2 separate regions of the Mus musculus genome follow, and region 2 is linked to region 1. The links are chromatin contacts, called in public promoter capture Hi-C maps. All regions are on one chromosome and are shown on one strand. Each heading gives the region's core, a stretch centred on a gene start, on an enhancer-like site or on the middle of the called end of the contact. The rest is flanking DNA. Distances are from core to core; before and after follow the strand shown.

Evidence for each region. Promoter capture Hi-C pulls out the DNA fragments that hold promoters and counts their contacts.
Region 2: a promoter capture Hi-C map of embryonic stem cells shows a contact between it and region 1. The contact joins the enhancer-like site here to the promoter of Pbld1 in region 1. A contact is called at or near these places in 4 of 39 promoter capture datasets (the 3T3-L1 cell line, the HPC-7 cell line, cranial neural crest and 1 more) and 2 of 9 other capture datasets (adipose tissue and liver).

The regions. Positions count from the first base shown.
Region 1 is chr10:63,060,099-63,063,174 of GRCm38.p6, forward strand. It overlaps Pbld1 (phenazine biosynthesis-like protein domain containing 1), which reads left to right and starts at 1,491. Exons shown (of 9, transcript NM_026701.3): 1 at 1,491-1,603. The coding sequence starts at 1,520.
Region 2 is chr10:63,314,268-63,317,279 of GRCm38.p6, forward strand. Herc4 (hect domain and RLD 4) reads left to right here. Exons shown (of 25, transcript NM_026101.4): 22 at 220-302; 23 at 1,393-1,576; 24 at 2,433-2,535. Among named protein-coding and RNA genes, the nearest start is that of Sirt1, 23 kb to the right of the region's middle. Within about 2 kb of position 1,739, at least 1 of the 459 cell types and tissues checked has an H3K27ac peak or open chromatin away from gene starts, as enhancers often do. A contact at or near this core is called in embryonic stem cells, where this site is marked.

The DNA of each region.
Region 1 (3,076 bases), core at 241-2,740:
GGGAGAAGAGTTTGAGCCAGAACAGCTGAGTTGAACCAGCCAGCTAGAATTCAGAGAGAACAAGAAAGTTGTGAACTTATTCAGCAGCCAGTCTCAGAGGCTGAAAACATTCTAGGCCTCAATTAGATTGTATGGAAGCTAGAAGCTTCCAGGCCTAGACCTGGGTAAGCAGACTGAGGCAGTAAGCCTCTGAGATGACAATTACAACAGGTGAATAAAAGCTACTTTTACATATCCCAAGGCTGGCCTTGAACTCAAGGCAGGCCTGTTGCAGTCTCCAGATTCCACTGAGCCTGGCTCACAAGCTTGTGAAGCCCACTGCCAGGGGGAGACAGAGCCTAATCCTAGCTATTCAGCAGCCGGGGCAGGAGGCTGAAGACCTGTGTAGGTTCCACAGAGAGGTCACGGCCAACGAGGTCAAGATCCCGGGGCCCACAGATCAGGTAAACAAGATAACCTAGAACATTTACCAGTCACGTGTGAGGCCTGGGCTCCATTCCAGCCTTGCAAAAGGGAACCTGTGTCAAAATAGGAGCTTTGTTTCCTTTCTGTGCTGACTCCTGCTATCTGATAGAACAATGGTGATTTACAATGAAATCTCCAAACAACCGCATAAACAACCTGAAACGCAGTGAGAAGAACGATTCTGCTGTCGATGGAGACACGTCCTCGCAGATGACACTTGACAACAAATCCTCCTGTTTGTCCTCCACGCTCCAGTTGGATGTGAGCCCAGTAATTACTTCTTAAATCACTTTAATAGATATGGTGTGCCAGGGGCTCCTCTAGCAGCTATGTGATTTCAAAAGGGGAAAAGGTAAGTTGGTTGTGGTGGCATGGGACTTTAATCCCAGGACTGGGAAGGCAGAAGTAGGCAGATCTCTGAGCTCAAGGCCAGCCTTAAGATCCAGTTCAATAAAGGCTGCATAGTAAGACCCAGTTTTTGTTTTGTTTTGTTTTTTTAAATTAAGATGTGGTAAGAAGAGGGTGACGTGATGTTTTCTGCCAATGAAAACCCAATGATTGCTTTTTATCAGTCAGATTAATAAGCACAGTAAATGTTCATATACTGTGTAAGTTGGTAAACTTTTATTGCTTTGAGACGGGGTCTCCTGTATCCCAGGCTGGCTTGGAACTCCCTGTGTAGCCGAGGATGGCCTTGAGCCTTTCTGTTCTTGCCTCTGCTTCGTTGCGCTAGGATCACAGATGTGTGCCACCATGCCCTGTGTAAGGGTCGATGGGGAATAGAGCCCGGGCTTTGTGCGTGCCAAGCAAGTGCTTACCTGCCCCTCACTGAGCTACTCTGCAAAGGTCAAAGGACATCCAATACAAATGCTAAAACTTGTTAGAGGATTGGTATCTCTAAAGGTAACCATATTGGCACGGTTGTTTGGCTTTTGGTCTGGGAACCATTAACTGCACGTCTGCACCAGTAAAACTTTAACTTATTTTTCAACAGCTGGAAGTGAAGCGGGCTCCGAGCAGGGCAGGGAGCCCTCAGACAAAGCCAGCGAGGAAAATGAAGCTCCCAATCTTCATAGCAGATGCGTTCACTGCGACAGCTTTCCGGGGCAATCCTGCCGCAGTCTGCCTCCTGGAGCGCGTGAGTACGCGGTTCTCAAGGGCCAAGCCTGAACTTCCAGATGTGTGTAGAGCCCTTGACGTCTGTAAAAGACATGAGGCCGTCCTGCGTGTTTGCCACTTTGGCTTGTGTTCTGTGTCACGTCGCTGATGGCCATGTCTTCAGGTTATGAGGGAATGGCTGTGCCTAGACTGGGTCAGAGCCACAGAGGCTCCCAGGCAGGGAACCTGGCAGCAGCTGGGAGTCGGGGCTCATGCCTGCAGCTCTGGTGTTCCAAAGGAGAAGGCAGGAGATCATGAGTCTGCGGCCAGCCTGGGCTACATAGCAGATCCTAGGTCAGCCTGGACTATGTGAAGAAACTCATCTTACAGAATCAAAAATAAATAAGCAAATAAACATAAAAACGTAGGGGGATGGGTTCCTTCTAGCTGCCAGAGTTTAGTTTTATGACTAGATATGGTCGCAGCTACCTTTGAGTCTTACTTTAGGGACTCTCTCATAGGGGTTGGGAGAAGGTCTAAGGCGGGCTGGCCTTAAGCTCCCTGCGTAGCTCAAGCTCTCTTCAGACCCCATCTGCCTCAACCTCCTTAGTGCCTGCCTGGGTTACAGCTGCCGGCCATCTTTCCTGGCTTTAACCTTTCCTGTTCCTCAGACATTTAGAAGTTCTCTCGAAGGCTGAAGGCTCATTGTTTCAGAGTGGCTACTGCTCTCGCAAAGGACTTATGTTCCATTCTTCACACCCATGTGGGACACTTACAACTGCTTGTGGCTCCAGCTCCCGACGGAGATCTGAGAGATCTGACTGACACTCTCTTCTGACCTCTGAGGTCACTGCAATCATGTGTACAAACCCAAACACACACATACACATACATACACACACAAACCCACACAAACCCAGATACACACACATGCACTTGCACACACACAAACACACAGACATGTCTGCACTCACTTTCTCTCTTCCGATCTCCAAAGGCTCTATGCTCAAGTGTATTGACTGACACACAGACATTCATTCTCTCTCTTAAAATAATTGTCAAAATATATTAAAAATCTCTTTAGGATCAAGAAAATAAGGCACCGGCAAAGAATTAAGGAGAGGCAAGGAATTGATCTCCACTCTGTGGAAAAGTTAGTTTGCCAAAACTCTCCCTTTGTAAATAGCTCTTTTGTGGCTCCCATGCTGGCTCAGCAGGTAAAGGTCCTTGGCGCCAAGCCTGAAGACCAGAGTTCAATTCCTGGGAGCCACAGAGTGGACACAGACAACCTCCTCCTGCCAAGTCATCCCCCGGCCGCACAAGTGTGCCACGGCCCCCAAATAAATGAGTTAGCTGAATTAAAAAAAAAAAAAAAGCCCACATAGTTCTTAGATTACAATGATTGCTAATGAGATTTTTTATTAGAATAATTGCTAAATATACTAATTATAATAATTAACTATCCCTTGGCCTTCTGGATGAATGTTGTGTCATTTCCTGGATAATAAGAAGC
Region 2 (3,012 bases), core at 489-2,988, 250 kb after region 1:
CCCAGCACTTCGGAGGCAGAGGCAGGCAGATTTCTGAGTTCGAGGCCAGTGTGGTCTACAAAGTGAGTTCCAGGACAATTAGGGCTATACAGAGAAACCCTGTCTCAAAAAAAACTCAAACTCCCCCCCTCAGTCCCCCAAAAATTGTGAGTAGGCTCTTGGTGGCATAATTTTGACTATATTTAATGAGAGATGCTACTTTTTTTTTTTAATTTCTAGATCACAGTTGAGAACTTCGGTGCAACAGAAGTAAAAGAGCTGGTTCTGAACGGGGCAGACACTGCTGTTAATAGACAGAATCGGTAAGTGGATTGCACTGGACTCAGCGAAGTGACCAGGGTTAGTAGGCATTTTCTAAATTACTGAAAACATCACAACTTAAAGAAAACACTATTGTATGTTGTGTATGGTAGCGCACTTCAGGAGGCAAAGGCAGGCAGCTGTCTCTGATCCAGCTAGGACTATGTAATGATGCCCTGTCTCATAGTCCAAACACAAACAAACAAACAAACACCATAACATTTGAACGTTTAATGTGCCTTTGCTCGTGAAATCGCCTATAAGTAAAGGAACAAAACAAACATGAGAAATGAGAAGAAACAACAGCAAACATGGTTTGAAAGGAAATGATGGCCACTGATTAGCAAATCAGAGAAAGCAGTGATGGACTGGAATACCCAGAAGACACCAGTTTATTTTGCAGAACAGCAGTTCAGATGCTGAACTAAACTCAGTCTTAGAAAGTGCCAGGCAATGGTGCACGCCTTTAATCCCAAAACTCAGGAAGCAAAAGCGCTTGGATTTGAGTTTGAGGACAGCCTAGTAGTCTCTGAGAGACCCTGTGGGCTTGTTTTGTTTTGTTTTTAAAGCCTGTCTATAAGGCACTTGAGATTATTTCTAGGCTATTTCTTAAGAAAAATACTTTCAGAATAAGGTAACTGGCTATCATATAATTTCAAAGTATTCCTAAATCATCAAAAAATACTCAGTTCAACAGCTGGTCTGGCCTAACTACTGGGCAAGAGGGAGGGAGTTAGAGCCCTGGGTCAGCTCCGTCCTACTGAGAACAAGTAGATTTTTCAGTCCCTTTGTTTTTAAGGAATCTATACAATATATATTTCTAAGAAATAGCTATTAAGCATTCTTTCAAGATCATCTTTAAGATGTTTTTGTTTGCTTGTTTGGTTTGGTTTATTTTTAATGAAGGAATTAGCTATGGTTTAGTGTAGCTTGGGATTGGTTTCTTTTTACCCATTGAACTCTATACTCATTTTTCTGAGTTTAGTTGAAAGTAGCAAGAAATGAAGGAGCAAAAATGTAATGATAAGCATTGGGTATTCTCCATAAATGGTGCGTGTGACTTGTGCATCTATGCCTGGCTTTTATTTCTAGGCAGGAGTTTGTTGATGCCTATGTGGATTACATATTCAATAAATCAGTGGCATCTTTATTTGATGCTTTCCATGCGGGCTTTCATAAGGTCTGTGGAGGAAAAGTTCTTCTGCTCTTCCAGCCTAATGAATTACAAGCTATGGTTATTGGGAATACAAATTATGATTGGAAAGAACTGGAGAAGGTAAGGAAAAACCAATCTCTACTTGTCAGTGGAAAAGCAAAACTATGCGTTATTGGAAATCTAGCCCTTGTGTGCTTTTGCCCTTCCTATAGCTCCTTGCTGTGCTTATTGTAGACACTTGCCTGCCCCTCCTGCCCTACAGTGCACTGTGTGGCGGCACTGGTGAGGTGATTGGGAGGCGTGCTATAGGAACCCTAGCCCAAGACTGAGTGACTTTCTACCCATGCTTAATTAAGGCTTTTGTTTCCTGTTTTTCTACCAAATCCCAGTGTTAAGCTTGACCATGGTGGGAGAGGACTACAAAAGGAAAAGCCTTGGTAGCATTTGAAATGTAAATGAAGAAAATATCTAATAAGAAAATTGTTTAAAAAAAAGGAAAGGGAAAAGCCTTGGTGCTCTTAACACTTTTGTTTTAAAGCGGGGAAAGGGGCTGGTGAGATGGCTCAGTGGGTAAGAGCACCTGACTGCTCTTCCGAAGGTCTGAAGTTCAAATCCCAGCAACCACATGGTGTCTCACAACCACCCATAATGAGATCTGATGCCCTCTTCTGGTGCATCTGAAGACAGCTACAGTGTACTTACATGTAATAAAAAGGGGGAAAAAATTAGTAGAAACATTCTGATTTGTCTTCCTGAAAATAGTACAAGAAACATTTACCCAGTCCCATGTTTGTGTTTAATAAACCTCTCACTATTTTAGTAAACTCTTACTTACAAAGGTGACGGGTCTGTTCTTCCTTCCTGGGGAGTCAGTATCTTCACATTGTAAAATGCCAGGGTTGTAATATTCCTACTCTTAACATGATAGGTTTCATGGAATACTCCTTAATGCTAAAAAAGGTTGTATTACTTTTAGAATACAGAATACAAAGGAGAGTATTGGGCAGACCATCCCACGATAAAAATTTTTTGGGAAGTGTTTCATGAATTACCACTAGAGAAGAAGAAACAATTTCTATGTAAGTATATTCTGAGACAATAATCTAAAGTATTAGCTCAGTTTAGTCTTTGTTATTAAGATTTTTATTTACATGTATGTTGTATCTGTGCCGAGTATAATGTATACAGGTATCCCGGAAGGCCAGAAGGGTATGCCATGCGTCAGACCCCCTGGAGCTTTTATAGTTGTGGGCTTTATCTATAGAGCTCAAGTGATGTCTGCAGTTGCCTGAGATCCTGTGTCAAAGAAACAGCGTTGGAGAACTAGAGAGAGCTGGGAGCGCAGCTTAGCAAGGGAAGCCTGACTTGGAGTTCAGTCCCTGGGACCCACATGGAAAAGGAGAGAACTTAGAAAGCTTAACTAACCAGTTTTCTAAATGGCTCTTCCAAAAAGGATTTCTAAAAGCTTTTGCCATTGTTCATCAAGTATTGAGTACTTCCTTTAAAATAATGAATGCAAAACTAGACTGTGTTGTCTAAATTGTTTTCCTTGGCAG